Regions from separate parts of the Gasterosteus aculeatus genome. Here region 2 is linked to region 1. A link is a contact called in public Hi-C data. All regions are on one chromosome and are shown on one strand. Each heading gives the region's core, a stretch centred on a gene start, on an enhancer-like site or on the middle of the called end of the contact. The rest is flanking DNA. Distances are from core to core; before and after follow the strand shown.

What was found. Hi-C and Micro-C count contacts between places; a contact is called where the count stands out from the background.
Region 2: a contact with region 1 is called in a Hi-C map of skeletal muscle, with 3 times the contacts expected there. The contact joins the enhancer-like site here to the promoter of LOC120818427 in region 1. A contact is called at or near these places in 3 of 6 Hi-C or Micro-C datasets (skeletal muscle and tail fin).

The regions. Positions count from the first base shown.
Region 1 is chr4:28,963,218-28,965,917 of fGasAcu3.hap1.1, reverse strand. It overlaps LOC120818427 (prickle-like protein 1), which reads left to right and starts at 1,430. Exons shown (of 8, transcript XM_040175493.2): 1 at 1,430-1,769.
Region 2 is chr4:29,011,088-29,013,929 of fGasAcu3.hap1.1, reverse strand. No RefSeq gene overlaps it. Among protein-coding and RNA genes, the nearest start is that of pus7l, 7.7 kb to the left of the region's middle. Within about 2 kb of position 1,554, at least 3 of the 9 cell types and tissues checked have open chromatin away from gene starts, as enhancers often do.

The DNA of each region.
Region 1 (2,700 bases), core at 181-2,680:
CCAGGATCCTAACAAGACACATACGAATGCTTGTTTTCAGGATGTCTACAAAATGAAGTTCATTCTACTGCTGCGCTCATTGTAAGTCCCTCTGGATAAGAGCTAAAAGACTCAAAATGTGAGGTGTGAATTTAAAGTTGTAAATCAAGCTGTCAGAGCGGGTGCCAGCAGGGTGAACGAGGGCGTCCCCCCCCACCCCCCCGGTCCCTCGCTGTGTGGGCTGGCAGGGACAATAAGCCATACTGTTTGACCTGCTCAGTCTGTCCCACCGCCAGGCTCGCGGACATTCAAACGGCTCTCTTCATAATCCCCTGACTCCACAGCTGAGGAGGAAAGATCCAATCCAAAAGCAACGCCTTTTTGGAAATCTTTATTACTTGCTGTTCATCCATCCCTTTTGACCTCCATGACCTTGGTATCACCTGTGCGGTCTTCTTTTCAATACAGCTGCTTCTGTTCCTTCTTGTGTTCTAATAACCGTGACCATGACAAAAAATATGCTAAAACGGTAATTTTTCCATTATTCATCACATTTAAGCAGCGATAGTGTTACTGCAGGTTTGATCTGCTCGAAAACCTGACCTCAACTGGGTCAGCGAATGTTACGAGGACAAGTTTTATCCTTATCAAAGGCTTGCAGGACAGCTTGTGTCAGTGGCTCTCAACCTTCTTTAGGATCTGCATGATCCATGAACAACACTGTACAAACCAGCCACAAAACAAACCTTATCGAATGTTGTTGTATTGAATAAACATCATTCAAGTTAAATGCGTTGGAACGCTTTGACAAAGATGCTCGCTGGCAGAATCGCCGCCAAAGTTCATTAATGGACAACATGATTGTCTGTCTTCATCCTGCATTTGCTCTGTTTTGCAGATCACCTGCCATGACTCGCTCTCATACAGCTACACACTCCCTCTACTGAGCTGCCCACTGCCACTATACCTCAGACCAACCACTAGGGCATCATCCAGGACTCAGAGAAACGCTGAGCGGGATAAAACAGTCTCTCGCTCACCTCCTAAGTGAAGGAAGCCACTTCTTGGAGGTGGTTTGAAATCATGGACACATATCATAATGGCGGCACACCGGTACAAGCATGTGAGCATGTGCTAGTTTTATCAGATAACGACTGTACTACAATTTTGTTTCAGTCATGCAAGTCCATCCAATCAAGTTTTCCTTGTAAGATATTGTGGGGAATCTTGTTGCATGATTGCTGCTGTATTCCTTTAGGCACATTCTCTTTACTAATGAGTTTAAACTGACCTTATTGTGCTGCTAATGTTATCTTTAGATACCCAGATTCAAATGAGAACGTGATATCTTTCTAAAAAATAAAAATAAATCCAATGGATGCACAAAGTATGTTGTGTGCCTGTACGTGAGGGGGAGAAGTGTGTGTGTGAGTGTTGAGGAGAGGGACAGGAGGAGGAGATCGGAGGGGGGCTTCGAGGTTTTCAGCCAATAGGCGCAGAGCAGCGCTGGTGTCATTTCTCGACGCTTAAACTTGGTTTCCAGAGCTGCGCAGCGCTCAAAGCCCGGTGAGCGTCCTTCCTCCTTCTCCTTCTTCTTCTCCTCCACCTCCTCCTCCTCCGCAGACTATGCACTGAAAGAGCGCGTCCATCGAGCTCGAGTTTCACGTCCCGGAACGGCCCCGAGTCGTGTTTGCTGCCCGCAGTGCGCACGGATGCCTCCACGGTCGTGATTGCATTCTGATAAACGGAGTATTCGAACCCGATCCCGGAGCACGGAGTTTGCTTCTGAGGTGAGTGCGAAGTGGGGTTTACACTTTTTGTCCGTCTTGAGTTTCCAATAAATTTGTGACTTTGTGAAATGACGACGTGCCATTAAAGGAATGATTCGTCCCTCCGTTACTTTATAATCAGACGCAGCTAAAAAGTAGAGAAAATACTTAATTGAGCCTCTGTCACATATTTTCCCTGAAGGGAGAGAGAAAAAAGTGAAACTGTCACTGACTGTGGGGGAGGGAGGGAGGAGGGGGGGTGGGGGGGCGAAAAGACGCACTTAATGGAGGGTTGCATTTTCGTTTCCAGATGTGTGGACTCAGCTGTTCCTTGTCACTCAGGTGGTCTGTCTTTTGGCCTGTTTATTCTTTTTTCCTACCTTCACGCACTCACATCAAGCTCTTCGGAACCACCATTGTGGACGTACCCAAATCCCCACAACCATTAGAAACTGAAGCCGGATCATTTCATCCAATCAGCACAATTGTCTAATTGTGGCCTTTTTTATTGAACAATTATTTCAGAGAAATAAATCTACTTTTAGAGCAGGTTTTCAGTTTTTGTTATCAACTTCTCAGGATTGTGAGTTCCCGTGATCTTCCTTGTTCTGACGTGCGGACTTTTGTCTCAGAATACCTCGAGATGTATTGAAAGAAAAAGAAGGAAAGTTCTTTAAATCGGGAGTAGGAGTCCTGAAATGTGCTGTGTGATCTGTATCGAAGCCAGTAGTGGCACCTAGTGGTGGGAAAGATTTGTAGAGATGCGTTGGGATCTTCAGAGGAGTTTAAAACTTGAAGGAAGCTTGTGTAAAAATTGCCAATTCAAGATGTGTTATATTCATAAGTAGTCCCTGCCGGTGCTCTCGGTCCTGTCGGGGGGGGGAGGGGGGTTTCATGCCGTGCAGTCTTGGTTCCTGTAATTGAATGACAAGCTGCTGTGTGTTTAGCTGAT
Region 2 (2,842 bases), core at 305-2,804, 48 kb before region 1:
CCACATCGGCCTCCTGTGACTCATTTATGCAATTTCGATGAGAATGTTCAAAGAAAGAAGCACACAAATCCTTGTGATTAACCTACATTGGCCATAACTTTCGGGCTACATTTTGTAAAACTGGTTAGAAGAAGCAGCGTGGAAAGTGTATATATGGATGTTTTAGATGGCGGTGGGTTCTGACATGCAGCCTGTCATCGACCCGTAGACCTGTTTGATAAAGTGTCCGCCTGTGAGCTAAACTGTCTGCCAGGGAGACACATTAGCAGTAATGACTTCGTTCACCGTTTGGGGAGTTTTATTTCAAAAAGACCCGCAATCCACCGGAGAGGAGAGGGGATAATTGAAATCCTCGCAGTAACACTCGATGACATAATATTAAGCATGTTTTTTTCCCCCATTGGAGTCAAACTTGATCTCGACAGATCTTCTTACGCTCATGAAGTCATCCTGATTTTAAAAACAGTTCTCGCGTATCAACATGTGTCAAACTCTCTTGATCAAATAGGAAATAATTTCATGTACACTGGAGTTGTTTTGTTTGCCAGAATGAATCAAACCAACAATCACCTGACTCACTCTCCTCTAGATGTCCCATCCACACAGGTTCCTGAAGGAACTACGGTTCCTAAGGTATCCAGTCAAACACTTTGGTTTATATTTCTGTTTTGCACAGAAGTCAGACAAAAGTAATACTCAAGTGAAATTATGGAATTTAAAAATCTTTGTCTGCTTTCATCGTTTCGTGTGAGGAGTTTCTTCTTTTTTTTGATGATAGTAGTCAAAAACTACAACATGACCCAAGTATCAAATGACTGTTTTAGATCTAATAAAACATTAGGCAGTAAACTCGCGGACAGCGTCCCTCTCTTTGAATAGCTTGAATCATTCTCCTGCATACAACTGCCTATGATCCATCACCGAATATATACTTTACTGGCACACTCTGCAATTACAATAAAATATATTGCACCGTGTTTTTGTTGCAAAGGCCCAATGCAGTTACAGTTTAAAAGCATAATAGAGAACAGGACTTTTTCTTGCCCTGCCATGTTTTTTCTCCACTCAAACAGAGATGGATAAGGGACGTTTCCCCTTCCTCGGGCTCGATCCCGTTCCAGCCGGCTGCAGACAAATGTTGACCCACTTCAGCGGCAAAGATGACAACTTTACTATCCGTCTCGCTTAGTTGAAAAGCAGAGCAAAGTCAAGGGTTATGAAAGACATTTACCATGGACGTACAGTGATGTATTTCTCCTCGCAAGGAGAGATGGAGATGGAGAAGGAGGAGGAGGAAGCCGGAGGTTATGAAAGACACAGAGCAGTAGGGCTCTCTCTGGCCAAGTTTCTTTTTTGCAGCCCTAAATGCCTTAAGTGTCTTTTACTGAATCAGCTTTTCAACACACACACACACACACACACACACACACACAGTGAGAAAGTTCCTCGTTCATAAGGCAAACAAACATGGCAGCCCTATTTGACCTGCCCGAGCTGTCTGTTCTCCAGCTAGTTCTTGAGCAGGTTGGCCTTGTTTTCACTGGAGCAGCCGTCGGTACGTGACCACGCGTGTGGGAATTCTGTGTTTGTGAGCTTGTCTGTGCCTGCAAAAGAGAAAGCAAAAGAAAAGTGTGTGTGTTTCTTTTGGGGCCCTGTCAACCCGCAGGAGGATTGTCCAGACGTGGCAGCCTGTGCAGACACGGCGGCTGCGCGCATGCAGGTCATAGGTGGCTGGATGGAAGCATCGGCATTGCTGCCGTTACCACGTCAAAATACTAAATACATTTGGACTATTCTCATCTGAAAAAAACAACACCCCCCCTGCTGTTTTGAACTTATCTTTCGCAGAATGTTTCTCCTTTTATGCCGCCGCATTAATGTGAATACCCTCTGTTTAGTTTAGTGTTTTCTTTAGAGCTCCCACAGTTCCATTGCTGGCATTTATTTAAAGGATTTATCTAAGCGAAGCTCTTGAGTTGTTTGTGAGGATTGAAGCCAACAAGGGTGCAACTGTAGGAAGGGAAAGATCAAAACCAGCTGTTTGCAGCGCACCAAATTGTAACTCATATCATCCCTTATTTTCATTGAAGATGTGATAAGGAGACAAAGTAAAGCTCATGCTCTTTTAAGCACGGGGGAGTGCTGTTCAGCAGTGAAACCACTGAGAGCTCCGTGCTGCCCAGCGGCTGCACCCTCACCTATTTAGAATACACTCGGTGTCCCACATGTGAGAGGCCCGCATGTGGAAAATACTCTGACCTGATAACTGCAGCAGAGCTATTGACAAGCGGAAAGAGGGGGAGAAAAAGAAGAAGAAAAAAAATCACACGACTGTGTCAAATGAGATTGATTAATGGATAAAAAGTAATGCTGCGTGTGCTTTGCCAGCATCACTGGGTCCTGCATATGTAGAGCAGCTGGAGCCATTGGACAAAAAAGACATTGTGGGAAAGTTGCAAGAAACATTCAGGTGACACAAAATCAAGTACATTTGATGCTCAGTTAGTGAAGGAAACCATAACAGCACAATTGACATGTCAATGATAACTTACAGCAACTGTGTCACAATGGGTGTTGCTTTGAAAAATGTTGAACTTAGAAGCAAATGAGGAACATCCAAGGTGGATTCTACCAATAGCTGGAAAATAGCATGTCTGGCAATGAAGTAGCGATCCAAAACAGATTTTTTTTTTGTAATAAAACAAATGAAAAGCTATAAAACATCTGGCTGCAAAATGTATGTATCGGACCACTCACTTTGTCCAGCTGGTGAAAAACGTAATTTCCTGCCCTGTTTGTGACCCAAACGAACAACCCAACTGTTTAACATACTGAAGCAGAA